2 separate regions of the Sus scrofa genome follow, and region 1 is linked to region 2. The links are chromatin contacts, called in public HiChIP or PLAC-seq maps. All regions are on one chromosome and are shown on one strand. Each heading gives the region's core, a stretch centred on a gene start, on an enhancer-like site or on the middle of the called end of the contact. The rest is flanking DNA. Distances are from core to core; before and after follow the strand shown.

What was found. HiChIP or PLAC-seq counts read pairs in DNA pulled down with a chosen protein or histone mark.
Region 1: an H3K27ac HiChIP or PLAC-seq map of skeletal muscle shows a contact between it and region 2, with 9 times the contacts expected there. The contact joins two enhancer-like sites. A contact is called at or near these places in 2 of 47 Hi-C or Micro-C datasets (embryonic fibroblasts and epiblast stem cells) and 1 of 2 datasets of contacts at active chromatin or transcription factors (skeletal muscle).

The regions. Positions count from the first base shown.
Region 1 is chr4:81,082,659-81,088,362 of Sscrofa11.1, reverse strand. All of the region lies in intron 19 of KIFAP3 (kinesin-associated protein 3), which reads right to left. Among named protein-coding and RNA genes, the nearest start is that of SCYL3, 49 kb to the left of the region's middle. Within about 2 kb of position 3,927, at least 3 of the 83 cell types and tissues checked have an H3K27ac peak or open chromatin away from gene starts, as enhancers often do. A contact at or near this core is called in skeletal muscle, where this site is marked.
Region 2 is chr4:80,376,474-80,381,351 of Sscrofa11.1, reverse strand. The region is part of intron 2 of LOC106510093 (a long non-coding RNA gene); the gene reads right to left. Among named protein-coding and RNA genes, the nearest start is that of PRRX1, 120 kb to the left of the region's middle. Within about 2 kb of position 1,626, at least 2 of the 83 cell types and tissues checked have an H3K27ac peak or open chromatin away from gene starts, as enhancers often do. A contact at or near this core is called in skeletal muscle, where this site is marked.

The DNA of each region.
Region 1 (5,704 bases), core at 2,678-5,177, 700 kb before region 2:
TATTTGATAATGAAAATAAATATAAAACTTCTAATGTTGGGAGATTACACATTTCTTTTGGCAATAAAAAATTTTATAATGCTGGAAAATGCTTACATTCAGTACAGATACATTCAACTGGATATGTGGCAGCATAATACAGGTATACTAAGAATTTCTTATCTCAATCTCAACTATAAAGGCAATTATATTTATACATCATAATATTGCAATTCAAAAGGCAGTTTTTATGTTATATAGGTTATCTTTAAAAATACCTTTGAAAAGATCACAATGGTTACTCTGGGGAAAAATGGACTGCAAGGGAAGGTAAATGTGGAGGCAGGGAAGTTAATTAGTTTATTTTGGATGGTTCAGGTGACAAGTGATGGTGGCTTGGACTAGGGTACTAATGGTGGAAATGTAAAGGCCAAATTTGAGACATAGTCTAGAAATGAAGACAACAGGATTTGCAGATGGCTTGCCTTGGGGAGAGTAGTAATGGCAAAGAAAAGAGAGGAACCAGGGAAGACTCACAAAGTCCATGGCTTGAACTACTTGGATGGTGGTGAGATTTCCTGAGATGGAAGATTAGGGAAGGCACCTATTTGTATCAAAATCAAAAGTTTTGTCTGATGATTATATTAAGCAATCAATAGGATAGCTTAAAAAGTGAGAAGAATAAGGCTGGTGCTAAGAGAAGAGGCATCAGACAAAAATACAAGTCTACAGATAGTATTTAATGTCAGGGGATTTGGATGAAATCCTCTAGGTAGTAGGTGGAGGTAGAGAAGAGGGCTCCCCAGAATAGTATGGCTAGAGATCAAGGTTGAAGCCCTGAAGTAAGCAGCATTTAAAGGCCAAAGGAGGAGGAATATATGGCAGAGAATACTGAGAAGGAATGGAGAAGAGCTTGGGATGAAAATCAGAAAAATAGGGTATCTTGAGAGCTGAAAAGAATTCAGAAAGCAGGGCCTGGACATCTGTGTCAAACACTCCTGAGAGTTAAAGATGACAAAAGTCTATGGATTTTGCATATGAAGATAGCTTGACAAAGCTGGAGAAACAGAGTGAATAGGAGTCTTATGAGATGTACTATATGAAGAGAAATGAGAAATGGGTAGTAGTTGGAATGTGATGTGAGGGCAAAGAGAGTTTAACTTTGGAGATTCTACATTGTGTTTATGTGCTGACAGGAATGATCCAGTAAAAGGGAAAAGAATGATGACATGAAAGAAGTCCTCAGGAAGGCAAGAAGGGATGGGGTTCTGAGTAAAATGAACTGATTGGACTTTGAAAAAAAAAAAAGGACTCTTCCTTCACTGTAACAGAGGGAAGAGAGGGAGGTGGGGTAAAAATAAAGCATAGACACTGGGAGGTGGGAAGATAACCTTGGGTAAGTTGTTTAATTCAATAAGCTTCAGTTTTCTTAATATTGCCTTCCCTGAGCTGTTGTGAAGATCAAATTAGATAAGAGGAATAGAAGCAGCAATCAGCATACTGCCTGGCACTCAGTCAATATATTTCACTAAATGCCAGCATTATTATTAATCAACATATCTCAGATTATAGGCAGATTTGAAACCATTTTAGAGGATACCATTTCAAACAATGGTTAGAGTAAAGATTAAGTCTGTGTGGTATTGAAGCCTGCATTGTTTCTGTTCCTTTCCAGTAACTTCATTTAAAACTGGACTGGATGGTTCATGTTTCAGAAACAAACTTTTTGAGCAGTTTCACTTATTTAAGATTTGTTTTTTAAAGAATAAGAGCAATAAAAACTTTAAAAAATTAATGTTCATTTTGTGCAGAAATTTTCTGTGGACTTTCAAGTCCAGAATTTTGGATGGATTATGGACTGTCTGATGCAGATTTAAAACAGCAGAAAAACAAAGGAGCAAACTATAGAACAGATCCCACCACTCCCACATACAGTCTAGAATTGTCCCACCATTTTTTGCCTCCGCATGCAAAACTATCATGTTATAAAGCACAGGAAGACAGGCTTATTTGAAAACACAATTTTAAGAGTAGAAGCTACAATTTTAATGTTCAACATTGCTGTATTATGTCAGATACCTTCTGAGAAGGCTTACCTAGTGCTGTACCTCCCTCTCTCTGAAAAATTTCAAGCTGTTCTTTTCTTACCCTCCTTTCTTATTGGGGTACCTAACAGATGGCACTTTCCTAAAAGTTGGTTCTCTCTCTCTCTCTCTCTTTTTTTTTTTTTTTTTTTTTTTTTTTTTTTTTTTTTGTCTCTTTGCCATTTCTGCAGCATATGAAGGTTCCCAGGCTAGGGGTCTAATCCGAGCTGTAGCCCCTGCCACAGCAACGTGGGATCCGAGCCACGTCTGCAACCTACACCACAGCTCATGGCAACGCTGGATCTTTATCCCGCTGAGCGGGGTCAGGGACCGAACCTGCGACCTCATTGTTCTTAGTCAGATTTGTTTACCACTGAGCCATGACGGGAACTCCAAGGAAAGGTTGTTTTTGTTTGTTTTGTCTTTTTCGAGGGCCGCTTGTGCGGCATGCGGCACGTGGAGATTCCCAGGCTAGGGGTCTAATCGGAGCTATAGCTGTCAGCCTAAGCCAGAGCCACAGCCAATGGGGGATCTGAACTGCGTCTGTGACCTATACCACAGCTCATGGCAACGCCAGATCCTTAACCCACTGAGCAAGGCCAGGGATGGAACCCGCCACCTCATGATTCCTAGTCGGATTCAGATTTGTTAACTACTGAGCCACGATGGGAAGGTTTGGTCCTCTGTTTTATCAGAAGATCTGACTTTACCTCTCCAAATTTAGAATATTATTCTGAGTTTCAATACATTTTTACTTATTGTTTTTATGATAGTTATTTAAATCAATGAGTATTATACACTGTTGATTTATCCCAACATTTTGACTTTCATGAGAATAGAAATAATTTAATCTGTGAAAACAGATGGCTAATAAAACATTAACTGATTTCAATGGTGAGAAACTAGAAGCAGATTTTAAAAATATATTTTACAATATTTCATAATAAAATATACTTATTCATGGATATCATCTAAAATGGCATTCTAGAAAGTGAATTTCTTGACAGAGATAAGCTCCAGTTGTCAATCACAACTTGATAAGACAGTTTAAAGATAAAAGGTATAAGTGAAAAATAAATTTAACAATGTACACTAACTGAATCAATTAATGGTTCAACTAAGAGGTTTCATTGTAGCAAAAATAATTGAGATTTTATTTATTTCAGGGTGAAGATGTGTACATTTAATAATATATAAAATTCAGTTTGCTTAACTGTGATTCTGAATTTCCATTTATTTATTCAACAGATATTTATAATATTTCCAATATGTGTAAGGACTCATTTGGTAAGACTGTTCAGTGGAATACTTAGAATGATATGAGAATAACTCTTATAGTGTAGCAAACAAGGCTTTTTTCCCCAAATTCTTTAAATTTCTTTATATACATGAAATCTTTTTTGAAATCAAAAGTGATAATAATGTTCTGACATTATATAAACTCATTAAGTGCTAATTTATGTTGAAATTGAACTTACAACATAATCAAAGAAATAATAAACCAGCTTACTTTATTTGAGGAGAAAGAAAGGTCTGGTCTTTCATAAGCATTAAAGTAGACCCAATTTGAATGTTAATGGTAGTATACATGCCTGTGCACCCTTTCCCTCCCTCACTCTGCCTCCCCAACACATGTAAACCTTTCTCCTCTCAGCTTATTAACATTCTAAATCTTTCTCCCAGGTTTGGCTTTGAAACCTCTTATTTGATAAAACAGGTCACTTAAAAAGGAAGAAAGTCCAATAAAATAAATTACAAAGACAACAAGATTAAACTGATTGCACTGTTTTCATACACTGTAGCTGAAATCTGCAAATCTGCAGTTGGCTGTGCTTTGGCATTTAACAGCATGTGATCAGTAAGGAGGAGGAAATTTTATTCTCATTAACGGTTGCAGATTTACTGCAGTGAAAAAGGGCCATGTAACCCGAGATGTGACAGTACAGAAAGATCAAAGCCTTGGACTGGAAACTAAATAAACCCTCTGGCTACTTCCTGCAAGGAAAATTCACTTTGGCAATGTAAAACAGAGCCCAGTTAAAAACTACTCTCAGTTTTATGAGCTGTCATAGCAGCTCAAGTGGTTTGGACCGGCTGAGTTTAGAACATTATATTTCCTTGTTTTTGTCTTAGATACTTCTGTAAGCAGTTTTTTTAAAAAAGCGCAATAACAACAACAAAAACGAAACTCTTCTCTTTTGTTTGAAACTGAGAAGGTAACCACTAAAGTTATCAAAGCAGACAGGTCTTCATTCGCACATTCTTTTTTCATTTCCTATAGTTTAATATTTTGCTCACAGATTTATTTGGCAATATATATATTTACTTTAATAATTCATCTGTAATCTGTACAATTTCTATTCAAAATAAGTGCAAATAAGTTCATAGAGCCCATATGGCTCATATCTGAGGGGTGAGCTATCTGTAATAGTACATCTGGAAGGACTATGGGCAATATGGAAAATATGGGAATTAACTAGCATTACATTTAAAAATCTATTAGGCTCTAGGTTTCATCTGTTTTTTAAAAAATGGTTAAGGAAAAACATTTGTTTAACATTTCTAATAAACAACTTTTAAACAATCATTCATAAATACTTAAATCATGTTAGTAAATCAATCAAAATACAGATGGGCTAGAATAAATCAACACATCTCTGAATTTAGGGGTAAACTCAGTATCACGGAATTCAGACACACTCTGTTTTCCTCTCTCCCTTATTTTTTTGAGGGGGTAGTAGAACTTATCAACCAAATTATAATATTTTATTATATAACAAATTATATTATTATAAATTATTATTAACAAATTATAATATTTTATTCTCCTTAGACTATGAATAAGCATGGCTTTATAATGGTAATCTGCATCCTATTCCCTTGAAAAACTCACAATTTTTTGAAAATAAGGTCAAATGTCATAAAAGCAGTAATCCTTGTTTAAGGACTTTCTGCTTTCTTTTAAAATTTATAACCAATTTTTATATATCTGTACAACCAATAAAAATGTAATTAATAGTATAAAAATGTATGAACTTTAACATTAGATAATCGTTCTTAAATGGTGGTGATATAATTAAGTCATGACTGGATTAATTCCCATGTCATTTCTTCTAGTACAAAGCTATATAGTAATTGATGTTTTAACATTTTTATAGCATCTAGTCATATTCAGGTTACTTTTTAAATTTATAGACTCAGTTATGCTGAATTTCTTCTAACTGAAAGTCTTAATAAAGTGATAATAAATTTGCTTTCCTTTGGGAGCATCTTCGGATTTTACATACAGCTATTATGCATACCTACAAAAATTTAGCTCAGATCACTAGATTGAAAATTAACACAAATTTAGTGAAAGCAGTTCTGTCTCCAAGTTTTCTTACTTCTAAATTTCCAAAGGGAAGTAAATCACTTAAAATATTTTTTCAAAGCAGCAGTATCATTACTTTCTTTGGGACAAAACATCTTCCTAGGTTTCCAGGATTCTAAGCCTTGATTTTTGGCTTGTATTTCTATATTTCAGTAAAGTTTACAATTTGCTAATGCTGATGTGTGATAATCTAATAAAAATGTGGCCTTAAAAGTTACAGGCCCAATTTACTAATAAAACCTAATTCAATTTTCCTTGGGAAATGCAAATC
Region 2 (4,878 bases), core at 377-2,876:
TGTAGTGGAACACAGCTGCCTTCCAGGAAATGGTGGGAGTGTCCTGAGCCCCAGAGGGGGAGGTGGGGAAGCTGCCCGGCCGAAGTCAATGCCCAGTTATCTTTACTAGCCAACCTCCCCTGTACCTTGTGCCTGGCAGCTTGCTTTCCCGTTGGTCGCGTGCTCTCTTCCCAATAAAGTGTGCTCTTTCTCAGTAAAAACAAAAACAAAAACAAACAAAAAAAAACCTTTACTTAGAAAGTTGCCCTAAGGAATTAGTGATGAATAGTGAAAATTTCACTAGAATATTTTTGATGAAATAACATGTGTTTAACAATTATAAGTCTAGATAAATAAGCTCTGTATTCTCAAAGAATAAATTAACCTCAACAGGATTGTTTTTTGGCAGGTTATTTCTAAATTTTAGGTAAAGCACCAAAGGGCAAAGAATAGCCAATTCATTTCTAGAAAGGGAGAAAATCCCTTTGGTTTTAAATATTAAGATTAGAAAACTGGAATCCGACTAGGAACCATGAGGTTGCGGGTTCGGTCCCTGCCCTTGCTAAGTGGGTTAACAATCCGGCGTTGCTGTGGCTCTGGTGTAGGCCAGCAGCTACAGCTCCGATTCGACCCCTAGCCTGGGAACATCTATATGCCGAGGCAGCAGCCCAAGAAATAGCAAAAAGACAAAAAACAAACAAACAAACAAAAAATATATAAAGAAAGTTACAAAAATCACTAAAAAAAAAAAGATTAGAAAACTATTTTAAAGTTAAAAGATATGGTATAGAGATGGACTAATTAACTGATCAAATTAAATAGCTCACAAATTAGGGTATACAAATATGGAATTGTAATATATGATAGAAGAGGCATGACAAACTAAATGAGAAAACAGTCTAATAAATGAAGGTGGGATAGCTATAATTTATTTTAAGGGAAAAATGAAAATACTTCAAACCATACACAAGAATCAATTTCAAGAATGGTAAGAATCCTAATGTTGAAAAAGGTTGTGAAGGGGAAGAAAAATAAAGGTCACTACCTGGAGAATATTAAGTTGAGGGTTTGTTTTGGTTTTAAAGGTAGGAGGAACTTGAACTTTAGAAAAGCACCCCAAGATAAAGGGAGGTAAAGAAAAGAGGAGTACCCTTAAGAAAGCAGATGGCAATTAGATAATAAGCAAGACGGCTAGCTAGAGCAGGTATCCAGTAATTATTGAATGAAAGGATTAGCTAATAAAGAAAGGAACTAGCTTAGATGGAAATGTGCAGGAATTGGTTCAGATAGCAAGTAGTCTTTTTTTCACTGACAAGGTGTGAAAGTGCAGTTAACAGATGCAGCTACTGATAAGTTTGCCTGGGCTATGATTTTTTACTTTAGGCTTCAGAAACAGACCTTAAACCAAGAGGAAAGAACCTGCTGTAGCTAAAAATCAAACCTAAAATGCTCAGATGCAAAGGGCATGGGAAATTGTGTAGATATGACAAATATGTACTGAAACCAGACACAAAAAAAAGAATTTTCTAAGTAGTGTCATTTGTTTCCTTGCTATTTCATGTTGTTTTTCTAACCCTGGCACCAGTACATTCTTGAAGGATAGGGGATCTTCTTACAGCCCAGTGATTTCAGGAGATCAAAAATGGCATGTGTGGCATGAACCCACAGCAGAAAGAGGCTAGTCCTAAAATTAAACTGTCTGGGTTCATATCTTGGTACTGCCACATATTAGTTGTGAAAAACTTGTGCAAGTCACTTAGCTTCTGAAGCTTCAATTTCCACTTCTATCAAGTAAGAATTTTACTTGCTAAGATTCATTGTTACAAGTTACAGAATCTGACTCTGCCTAACTTGAACTTATTGGGAGAATATGGGACAGTCCATAAATCAACGGGAAAACTGCAGAATCAGGCTTAGGAAAAGCATAAACTGGGGTAGCTCCAAATATCCACATGACAGGAATGGACATGTGGTTCTTCTAGCATCCTGAGCCCTTGATGCATAATATGCAGTTTTCAGCCTTTGTCAATGTGCTCAAATCTCAAATTTTGGAAAGTTTAGATCCAAATAGTCTAATTTAGATTCTTTGTATATCTTCCAGCTAGAGGAGTACAAAGCATCTTTATCCAGGTTTCCATCAAACTGTGGAAGAGTATTGCTGGGTAAAGGATTGAGATTAGTTGTTATATGGAGAAAACAATAAGTTCACATGTACTCCATACTTTGGTTAGCCAAATATTTTTATTCTTATAAACTTTCAATAATGTTTTGGCCTAACATAATGTAAATATTCTACCGTGAAAATACATTCATCTCTCCAAAGATTTAAAAAAACCCTACTGCATCCATCTCCAAGCCCAGGATCTCTGAGTAATATGTGTTTATTCTCCAATTTTGTTATCAACCTATCTCAGGAATTTGCAGTCTACGCTTCAAGCAAAGTCACGCAACAAAAAATAATTGTGGCTTTCAGTTCTAGAGCAGTGCATTTACATTAGTGTTAATCTTCTTATGTCTCAGATCCCCAGTGGACAGATAAGGAAAGTGAGATCAGAGTGGCCAAGTAATTTATTCAAAGCCAGCAATGACTGAGTAATCAAGCCAAGGTCTGAATCCAGTTTTATCCAAAGTCAAAGTCATCTCTTTTCTTTCCATTACAATAGGCTTAGAACAACATGACATAAGTATCCTCCTTGGAGAATTTTAACAAGAAACAAAGCTTTGGGGCATAAAAATGGAGGACTGAGGAGAGTTTTAAGCTAGGAAAGCAGAAGGTGGAAAGTTTTGTGTTGTGGATATAAGAGTGGGGGCAAGAAGTACATTTACTTAATGAAGAGACGAGAAGGAGGAGAGTTTGTCTATTTTTAAAACTCCTTCAGGAGTTCCTGTCATGGCTCAGTGGAAATGAATCTGGCTAGTATCCGTGAGGTTCGATCCCTGGCCTCGCTCAGTGGGTTAAGGATTCAGCATTGCTGTGAGCTGTGGTGTAGGTTACAGACACAGCTCAGATCTGGCTTTGCTGTGGCTGTGGCCATAGGCCAGTGGCTGCAGCTCCGATTTGACCTCTAGCTTGGGAACCTCCGTATGCTGCGGGTGTGGCCCTAAAAAGACAAAACAAAACAAAACACCTCTTTCACAGTAATGAAAAGCCCCTTTATGTGGGCCTTAAATGACTATTTCTTTAACCACCCTTGTGCCAGTAGGTAATTTTGTAGATTATTTTATTAGTGAGGTCTTTGATCCACACAAGTTAAGTAGGTCACTTAGAAAACTGATTATCCAACTATTGATTTTTTTAACCTCTGTACCTATAAAGTAAAAATACTCAATTAGTTGAAATTGACTAGAAAAAAAATTAGATTCTCACCTTACATCATGAAGCAAAACAAAAGCCAGATATATTGAAAAGTTATTTTTCTTTAAAATGGAACCATAAGAAAACAAAAACCTAAAGAAAATATGTGGAATATCTGGGAATGGAAAAAAGCTTTCAAAATAGGAAGGCAGTTAAATGTCCCTGCTAGCTAGGGGTTCCGGAATTCTCAGGCACTGCTCAAGGTTTAGTGATTTTAATTTAGTGATGATGGAGGCATTTAGGAGCTGATGGTGCAGTCCATGTCCAAATTATTAAATTCCTTATAAATTCTCCTAAGAGTACATTCCCACCCCCGCTTCTTTATACTCAGCAAAGATCAGTGCCAGACATTTTATTCTGCTAAGATTTATTCCCAATTTAAATCTTGGAAACTTCACACAAGCATAATTATTTTGGTCAATCAGGAGAGAGCTTCTTGTGTTTCAAAACAAGTCATGCAAGGAAAGATTTAAGGAATTTCATTTTAGCCTGAAGATGTGAAATTTAAACTTCCACTAAAGAATGCTTAGAGGAAATGTTTAGAGAAAGCCTAGTGTTGGCTAGACTCTTTCTGAGTGACTTATTCTGATGTCAGATATGTGGTAAGGGTTAGTAAGAATCTTACATTTGGCATAATCTAGGTTCTCACAGTTTCAAATAACAAGCTCGTCATACTCAGATTTTATTTTCCTTGATTGTTTAGATTGCATTCCACTGTTGGCCTGGTAGCTATTATTTAGCTTACACTTTTTAAGTGAACATTTATCTGACGGTAAGCAAAGAAGACCACAGAGAATATTTTTTCTTTACTGTTAAGTCTTTGGTCAGAATATTTAGAAGTAGATGAATTCCAAGAGAAACAAATTTCTAAGCTAATGACTACAGTTGCTGCTACAGAGCCCAAATCCTTGTGTGTCATCTCTGACTGAAATTTTTAAGTTAGTGATTATATAGCATCAAGTAATGTGAGAGCTTCTGCCAAGGAATAATGTCACAGTGGAGAGTGTTGCAAACAATTGAATGAGCTCTAGTCAATAAGTGATACATTTTAAGTGGGAAAGTCACAATTTGTAGAATTCAGAGAATATTGGTGAATTGATAAACTGTCAAGCATCTATCCCAATCAGTATGGCTTAGGCTTAAAAACAACTGACTCTACCTGAAGTTGGATTAAAGAACCAAAGTGCATTAATTGCATTGCTCAGGGAAGAGTCTTAGGAATATTTCAAAGCTACAGATACAAATAGATGTGAACCTCACTAAATAAATAAACAAAGCTGAAGGTAGAGTACCATATCATAAGAAGTTCATTCTCTCAGGTATTATAATATAGTGGACTTCTCTTTATCGTGTTAACCAGCAAGAAGTTTGAGTTATGGGAACCATACATGGATAATATCAGACAGAAAATTAAGTTAATATATGATATATTGTTGATATCTATGTTAGGTATTGCTGAGTATAGGAAAGAAATAGGGGTCTTCCAATGAAGCACTACATTTTAGAGGTTTAAACATTGGGACCCTCAGTGCAACAGGGATGTT